2 separate regions of the Mus musculus genome follow, and region 2 is linked to region 1. The links are chromatin contacts, called in public HiCAR-type maps. All regions are on one chromosome and are shown on one strand. Each heading gives the region's core, a stretch centred on a gene start, on an enhancer-like site or on the middle of the called end of the contact. The rest is flanking DNA. Distances are from core to core; before and after follow the strand shown. Region 1 overlaps Rftn1 (raftlin lipid raft linker 1). Region 2 holds the start of AY702103 (cDNA sequence AY702103).

Region 1 (3,498 bases), core at 485-2,984:
AACTAAGTTGTCCAAGTTGCACCTGAACTCACTCTGTAGCCCAGAAGACCTTAGCTTGTGATTTCCTGCTGACACCTCTCTGGTAGCTGCCTTACAGGCTCAGGCCCCACATGTAATTCCGAGTTAGGTAGGTTAGCTGAATTAAGCAGTCTCAGTGCCACAGATGTGGTGGCTGAGAAAAAGCCCTGGCTCTGTCCAGCCTGTTTTCCTTACAGACCTGGTAACAGTTGACCTTAGACCTCCCTGCCTCTCCTCCAGCTGCAGAAACTCTTCAGTTGGGGGAGCTCTGAGGTGTGTTCCATATCCTGCCTCAGAGGCACAACCCGAGGCAAACTGTGCTCCTGGCCTCTCCCCAGGTTGTGGCTTCCTTTGGAGTCTCAGGATCTGAAGCTAGTGTTGTTTATTACTTGTGGCAACTGCCCCGTTCCTACAGGGAGGCCCGCCAGCAACAAGGGCAGAGTGGGAGAGGCCGAGGAAGCCCTTTCCTGTGGGTGGCCTGAGGAGGTGATCTTTCTTCTTAGACATTTCTTTGATATTGTAGTCCTTCCAGAAGCTTTTCTGGGCAAGGCGATTCTGGATTGTGGTCTGAGAACCACCAGCAGCCACAGTAGAACTTGAGAGTCAAGTCAGCCCCCATCCTGCCAGCCCACTGAGCTGGGCCCTCGGGAACCAGGGCCTGTAGCTGTATCTTACAGGGACCTCATCAAGGAGGTTGCTCGCTCAGGGCCAAGGCCCTGGGTATCAACTGAGTAGTCTGGCCTCTTTCTGGGCACTCACCTGTGAATCTCTACTCACGAGTTCTCATAATTAATGTTGCGCCCTGATTTATGTCAGGGAGCCTGTAAACAGGAAGCTCTTTGTTGTTAATTATCCAAACCACAGCACTAAGTCTGGACTTCATTGGTTGGTGACTGGGTGTAAGGGCCCAGGTGACCTGACTGATTCATTCTGACCTCTGAATGCGGAAGGCCAAAGTGTTTATGCGCAGAGCTGAGCCGTTCCAAAGGTGCTCTTACCTCCTAGAAAAAGATTGTTTATTTGTTTTGTTTATTTGTCTTTGCCCAGAAGGGAAGATTGGGAAGGTGGGTCTGGAGAAATCAGGTTAAACGTCAGCCCTGGGGTTTCCTAGCTGTGTCCTTTGGGACAAGTTAGCCAACATCTCTGAACTTCTTTGAATCGTGTGTAAAACTGCACTAGTAATGCTTATGGGAGACCTACCTGGGGAGCTAAGGGGGGTGTGCGCTCCTATCAAGAATGGCTGCCTATTCTTAGGCAATGTGCTATTGAAGTGCTCAAAGTGGACCACTATTCTACCCTCAGTTCCAGACTACTTCCCCCTGCCAAAGAAAGAGTGGGGAGGCTGAGCCACATCTCCCTGGGGATCTGGCTCTGTGATTGCTGAGAGGTCCAGGCAGCAGCAGCAGAAGTCCTGAGGTCACCCCAAATCCATATATCCACAGGAAATAGTATAGTCCTTAAGGCCCGTGTTTGCCTGGGCAGGTCCCTCTGCGATGACCCAGATAGTGGAGTGTGATTGAAGTGGGTCTTTCCTAGCTCACAGTGACAAGCCAAACTCTACTGGAGAAGGTGCTGGAGAGAGCAGCTTCTGTCCTTGCCTCATACCCTTAGCACTCTTAGCTTTTCCAGGTCAACAAAAGGTGGCCTTCTAGAGGACACTTTGTGGCCAGGCTTTCCCAGAGACCGTGGACATTTCCTGGTATAGTGAGCAAGGGCAGATACTAAGCTCGTAGTAGAAAGTGACTCATCTCCAGGCTGGCAGAACTATCCTTGTTAGGACACCATGTATCCACAGGAGACATTACTCAACACTGGCTATACAGTGTATGGGGCAGGGGACACCCATGAGAGGAGAGGGACTTCACATAGATAAGAGTTTGCTTGGGGACAGCCATCGTGTCTCAGAGCCAGGACATGGGCTCAGCAGCCTCAAGGTGCTTTGGTATAGTTGCAGTCAAGTCTCTCACCCGAGACAATCTTGCCATTCTCTTGGCAAAAGTACAGTTTCTTCTGACTTCCCTCTACAGCTGACTACTCCAAGGATAAAATACAAGCTAACTTAACCAACTTCTCACAAATCCACAGAAAAGGTCAGAAGGTTCTGTTTGGGAACTTCCATCCGTGTGGGGACCAAACCAGGGAAACATGGTGTCCAGACTCCATGGAGTAGATAAGCAATGCTACAGCAGCCAGCTGGGGTCGGAACGGTCCTCTGGGTGTTTGTTGGGCCTTATGGTGTCTTATAGACAGCCTGGCTGAAGTGCTGTGGTTATAAGGTGACTGAGCTGGGCTAGCTTCTAACAGTTGTTTAAAAAAAAAAGTGGTTTATTATGAACAAGCCACACCAGTTGTAGATTTGCAAGTTGCCTGGGGACCTTCGTCAGCTTGTCCAAGAGGACTGGTGGCAGGCATCACTCTCACAAGTCCTTTAGGAGGGTCTGGGCTCTGCAGCAAAATACCTGCGCCATGTGCCCTCACCTCCTTTGCCCTTGGGCCCATGCCACCCTTCTCCTTCCACAGCTCCCCAAATCTAGAACACACATGGAAGGTGTTAGCAGGCAGCAAGGGTGGGGGAGATGGGTTGGATTAGATTTAGCTTGATGGTGTCCCGGGAATCTGGGGTTTGGTAAAGTGAAGCAGGAGATTGAGCTCCTAAGGGTTTACCCATCTCCACTCTCTGTGCCTTCTAGTTCCAGTGGCGATTCTCCCGGAACGAGATCCACGGCAGGCAGACAAGGAAATCCAAAGGGAAACTCAGTGCCAGCAACAAGCAGCAAGCAGAAGAGAATGAGAAGAATCTGGAAGACCAGTTCTCCAAGGCTGGAGATGTGGGAAACTGTGTGCTGGGGGCACCGCAGTGGGGCAGAGCCTCTGAGGTCAGGGAGCAAAGGCAGGGCTCAGCAGCTGTGCAGAATGGTCCCGCTGGCCACAACAGGGACTCGGTGGCCCTTAGGCACTCGAATCCCAGAGCTGAGGCTGAGCTTGCTGCAGGCCCCACTCCAACAGAAGCAAATTGAGTCCGTGGTTTATGCTAGGCCTGCATTGTGATTGCAAACCTTGGGAAGCTTGCTAGCAGCTGGTTTGTTCTGTGTTACCCTTTGGCTTGACCTCCCATTGTTAGCTCATTGGCCCCGTGAGCGCGGGTCTCTGATGGTGTTGTTTTCTGCACATCCACTGGAAAGCTGTCTTAATGATCCACTTCTTTTAGAGTGCAAAGTTGGCCTGTTCCTCCCAGACCTCAGGGCTGGAGGCCCGACTCTGGTCCGCCTCTTCCACAAGGAAGGGCATGGACCATAGTGCCTGTACTGCCCCACAGGACTCCAGGGCACATCTGGGTCAACTTCTGGGACATCCTTTGCTACAAACCAAGGTTTTTCTGCTCACTCCTACATGCTGCTGCTCTGGGCAAGAACATAGTGACATTAACCCTGCAGCCTGCCGGCTGGCCTTCCCCACCTGAGCTCTGGAGACCCTGCTGTT
Region 2 (3,797 bases), core at 197-2,696, 240 kb before region 1:
CCATTTTTGTCCTCACTTCCTCTTCTGAACTTTTCTGAAAAAGCTCTCCCAGGAAATCATCTCTAGAATCCCAGCAGGTCGGAGAGGGAGTCAGAGGCTGTGGGAAATGGCAAAGCTACAGACCTGTTTGTGTTGGAAAGATGTAGGATTTTGAGGTCTCTGAGAAGCAAGCTCCATCTTTTTGCCTCACCCAAAAGGCATCTTCTTGTAGGAATGAAGGCCCATTGGGAAATATTCTTGCAGGTGGCCCCATCATTCAAGGATCACTGCTTCTGAGCTTCCATATTTGTCTCTGGGTTTTCAGAACTTGTCTCTGAGTTTTCAGGCAGGACCACTGTGTGGTCCACAGCAATTCCTTGACAAGTGCCCACAGGCACCTTAATGGCATTGTAATGGCTCCACTTGCTGCTTGAGTGGTTTTCAGTATACCCTCTAGCTGCTGTTTTCCTGGGGAGACTAGCTGGGGACTTGGTGAGTCACTTCTTGGCTGTCTGACATAGCAACTGTCCACCCGTGTCTCGGAGACAGCCTCTAGATCTTTGCCCAGGGAACCCTCTGGGATCCTGTACAGATCTCTCAGAGATCTTCCTGCAATGTTTGTCAGATCCTTGCAAAGGTCCTTCCAAATCTGGAATATGGCTGGACCCATTGATGAGACAGGCGCTCCTGTGGAGGCTCCTGGGTGGCTTTTATCTGCCAGTGTTGAGGAAGATGGAGCTTCAGGATTAACTTCTGCATGACCCATCTCTGGGAGTTGGTTCTCAGACTTTACCAGATGATATCTGGATCTTGTAGGGCCAGTGGCCCTGGTTGTTGGCCTTTGTGCTTGGATGAGAAGGTGTTCAGGGCCTTGGAACTCAGGAACCATCCAGCTCTGAGGTGTGACAGTGTCCCAAGGGAAGGGTTTCTGGAGACACGGGGGCCCAGGAACCACACATCTTTGAGAGGAAGTCTCCTTCCTCATTGGAGGCTTCCCAGCTCCAGGGAAGGATGTCCCCAGCTGAGCTCAGGAGCCTCAAGCCTACTCCTTCTCTTCCTTTCTTGTCTTCATTGCTTCTTGTCTTCTTCCAATGAGAGAAGAACATGACAGCAGAGCTCATGAAAGGCATTCATTGGTGTGTCCACAGTATGGAAGAATGCATCCTGGAATATTAGTGCCTATGGTTTCAGGAGAGTGCAGAGAGCACTTGCTAATTGGACAAAGTCCAGTGCTTGTATAGGTGTTCTTAGGGCATGGACCTTTCTAGAGTAAGATTTCCAGAGTGAGGATGGCTGGCATCTCAATTTCTGAGCCTGAGGGAGCTCAGGGATTGGTGAGTTTACCTGTTCAGGGATTGGTGGGTTTTGATGTCCAGGGATAGGTGAGTTTCTGTGGGAAGTTCAGGGTTTGGTGGATTTTCCTATTCAGGAATTGGTGGCTTTTATTCAGGCTTTTCACCTAGAATTAGCATAACGTGGGTGGGGCCTGTTGACATGCTGGAGATGACCCTTCTGACAGTTATGACAGTTAGTGGGGTTCTGGGGGAGGGGCCTGGCTGCTGGAGAGCCTCAGTCTCAGCCAGGACCATTTTCTGAGTTGAGGTTTACAAACTTTATAAAGTGTACAGAGTTTACAAAATATATAGAGTTTGCAAAGGGAGTCCAGGGCAGGAAAGCCATTCCTGGCACTTGAGTGGCCTGCATATCTAACCCAGGTGTTGTCATGAACCCCTTTTTAAAGTGTTGTTCCAGCTGCTCTCAGAGCTCTGGGTAATCTTGACAACATTCCCTTCTCTTGACAAGAAAGAACACCTGTCCTGGAAAGATGATTTGCTGGTAGAGGACACAGTCTTGAAGCTAGATTCTGAGGACCTGGAGGCAGGGATATCTGCAGCCAGCAGGACCTTGGAGGCACCGTCTTGAACAAACACACTAGTGGTACAGTCCTACCACTGACATTGGTAGCTGAGTCACAGTGAGCTGTGCACAGACCTACATCTTCTAGATCCTGGAGAATCGTTCTAGAATTGGACTACCCTTTGCAGGAAGTCTAAATCTCTCAGATGTCCCTTGCTAATTTGAGAGCTTGCCATCTCCCTGGCTTCCATGTTGAGTGCCCAGTCACAGGGCTCCTGCTGCTTTGCTTCCTCCAGTCCCCAGTACCTCTACTACTTGGTGACTGGGATACCATGCTGCTCTCCCAAACTGACAGCCCACGGCAGAGATCTCCAAAGGCCACACCCTCTCGCTCCTGGGTCTTATACACACCCTTGGCTTTGGCAAACAGGACGATGAGACCACATTTGCTGGCAATTGGCAGCTGAAGGACGACACCCTGAAAGAAGATGTGTTGTCTGTTCCACCACGGTCCCCACAGTTCCACATCATCTCTCCAGCTTTAAGGAGACCCCACCTTCCCTGCTGTGGCTTTCCAAAGCATCCAGAAGCACGCTTGCCGGCCCAGGAGTGTCCCAAATGGTGGGATAAAGTAGAGGAAGCATTTTAGCGCTTCTTACTGCTACATCAGTAATTCTTGACACCCAACCCCCTTTCAGATTCTCTCTTCCTCCTCCCTCTCAGCAACACACAAGGAAGGCGTGTGTCTCAGCTGGCAGGCTGCTTGCACAATACACACCGGAAGCTCTGGGTTCCACCCCAGCACCTTGTACAGAAGAGTGTGGTGGAGCACACCTATGTGGTCCCAGTCCTGGAGGCAGAAGGGTCAGAAGTTCAAGGTCAGTTTCAGCTATACAAGGATTTCAAAGTCAGCCTGGGTTACTAAGATCCTACCTTTAAAAAAAAATCAAATAAAAAAATACATGACAGTCACGATGGTTCACAGGGTGACCATGCTTGCCTCAAGTCAAGTGACCTGATCTCTGGGACCCAAGTGGGGGAAGGGGAGAACCAACTCTAACAAGGCGTCTTCTAACATCCACGAGTTGTCCTACACACACACACACACACACACACACACACACACACAGCGGATGTTTAAAAGTAAAGCATTAGAAATTCCATTTAGCGGAGGAGTCTGCCTTTGAGAGTGGGTGACCCTTCAGCACCAGGTTAGCATCCTACAACTTGAGGCTGGTATCTCACTCATCCCGCAGGAGGCAGCCCGGGAGGATGCAACAACGCTGTGTAATCTACCTCATCCCCGTTAGGTGGCGCCGTAAGCCAACAAAGCTGCCCAGCTCAAGCCAACAAAGATGTCCAGGACAATGCCTCTGAAAATCGGTTTTCTTCCATTATTACAGGCTTTTTAGTCAAAATGGTTCCCTCGCCTTTCTTTGCTTCTTTCTTCTTTATCAGAAAGGGTCTTTCAGTGTGAAATACAGCGTGGGTTTGGTGCCAGGTGGAAAAGGAAATGTGTCTTAATCCCTCGCCTCGGAAGAAAAAGTGTTTGTTCATCACAATTGACATCTGGTCAATTTTCAATTAAGTAAGCAAGCAATAATAATGACGCGATGCTTCATTTGCTCCAGAAGCCAGGCAGGCACCAATCAGCTGCTCTATCCAAGGAGGAATTAAACAGGCACCCCCAGCCCCTGCTCTACCCAAAGCCCCAGCCGCAGACAAGCAGAGAAGGCCGGAGGACACATTCAGGGAGCAAAGGTTTCTGCTTCAAATTCAAGCAAATTGGCTGGGCACAGCAGGGAGGACAGCTCTGACAGCTCCATTGTGTCAGCCTCTGGCCTGAGACTGAAGGAGGCCAGGCTTGTCCCCATCAGCCCTAGGGTTCTGCCATGGATGGAAAGGAGTGAGGTGCTTGGTGCCAGAGACTAGAGTTTTAACCACCTGGATGCTCTGTACAA

The links. HiCAR-type assays count read pairs that join an accessible place to other places.
Region 2: a HiCAR-type map of Th17 cells shows a contact between it and region 1, with 7 times the contacts expected there. The contact joins the promoter of AY702103 here to the enhancer-like site in region 1. A contact is called at or near these places in 13 of 39 promoter capture datasets (3T3-L1-derived adipocytes, the C10 cell line, the HPC-7 cell line and 10 more), 1 of 15 datasets of contacts at CTCF or cohesin (embryonic stem cells), 4 of 484 Hi-C or Micro-C datasets (bone marrow-derived macrophages, embryonic fibroblasts, embryonic stem cells and 1 more) and 5 of 115 datasets of contacts at active chromatin or transcription factors (Th17 cells, embryonic basal ganglia, embryonic stem cells and 1 more).

What each region holds. Positions count from the first base shown.
Region 1 is chr17:49,993,692-49,997,189 of GRCm38.p6, reverse strand. Rftn1 (raftlin lipid raft linker 1) reads left to right here. Exons shown (of 10, transcript NM_181397.2): 10 at 2,709-3,498. The coding sequence ends at 3,035. Among named protein-coding and RNA genes, the nearest start is that of Gm52302, 39 kb to the left of the region's middle. Within about 2 kb of position 1,734, at least 37 of the 459 cell types and tissues checked have an H3K27ac peak or open chromatin away from gene starts, as enhancers often do. A contact at or near this core is called in Th17 cells, where this site is marked.
Region 2 is chr17:50,236,857-50,240,653 of GRCm38.p6, reverse strand. AY702103 (cDNA sequence AY702103) reads right to left here and starts at 1,446. Exons shown (of 2, transcript NR_131975.1): 1 at 1-1,446.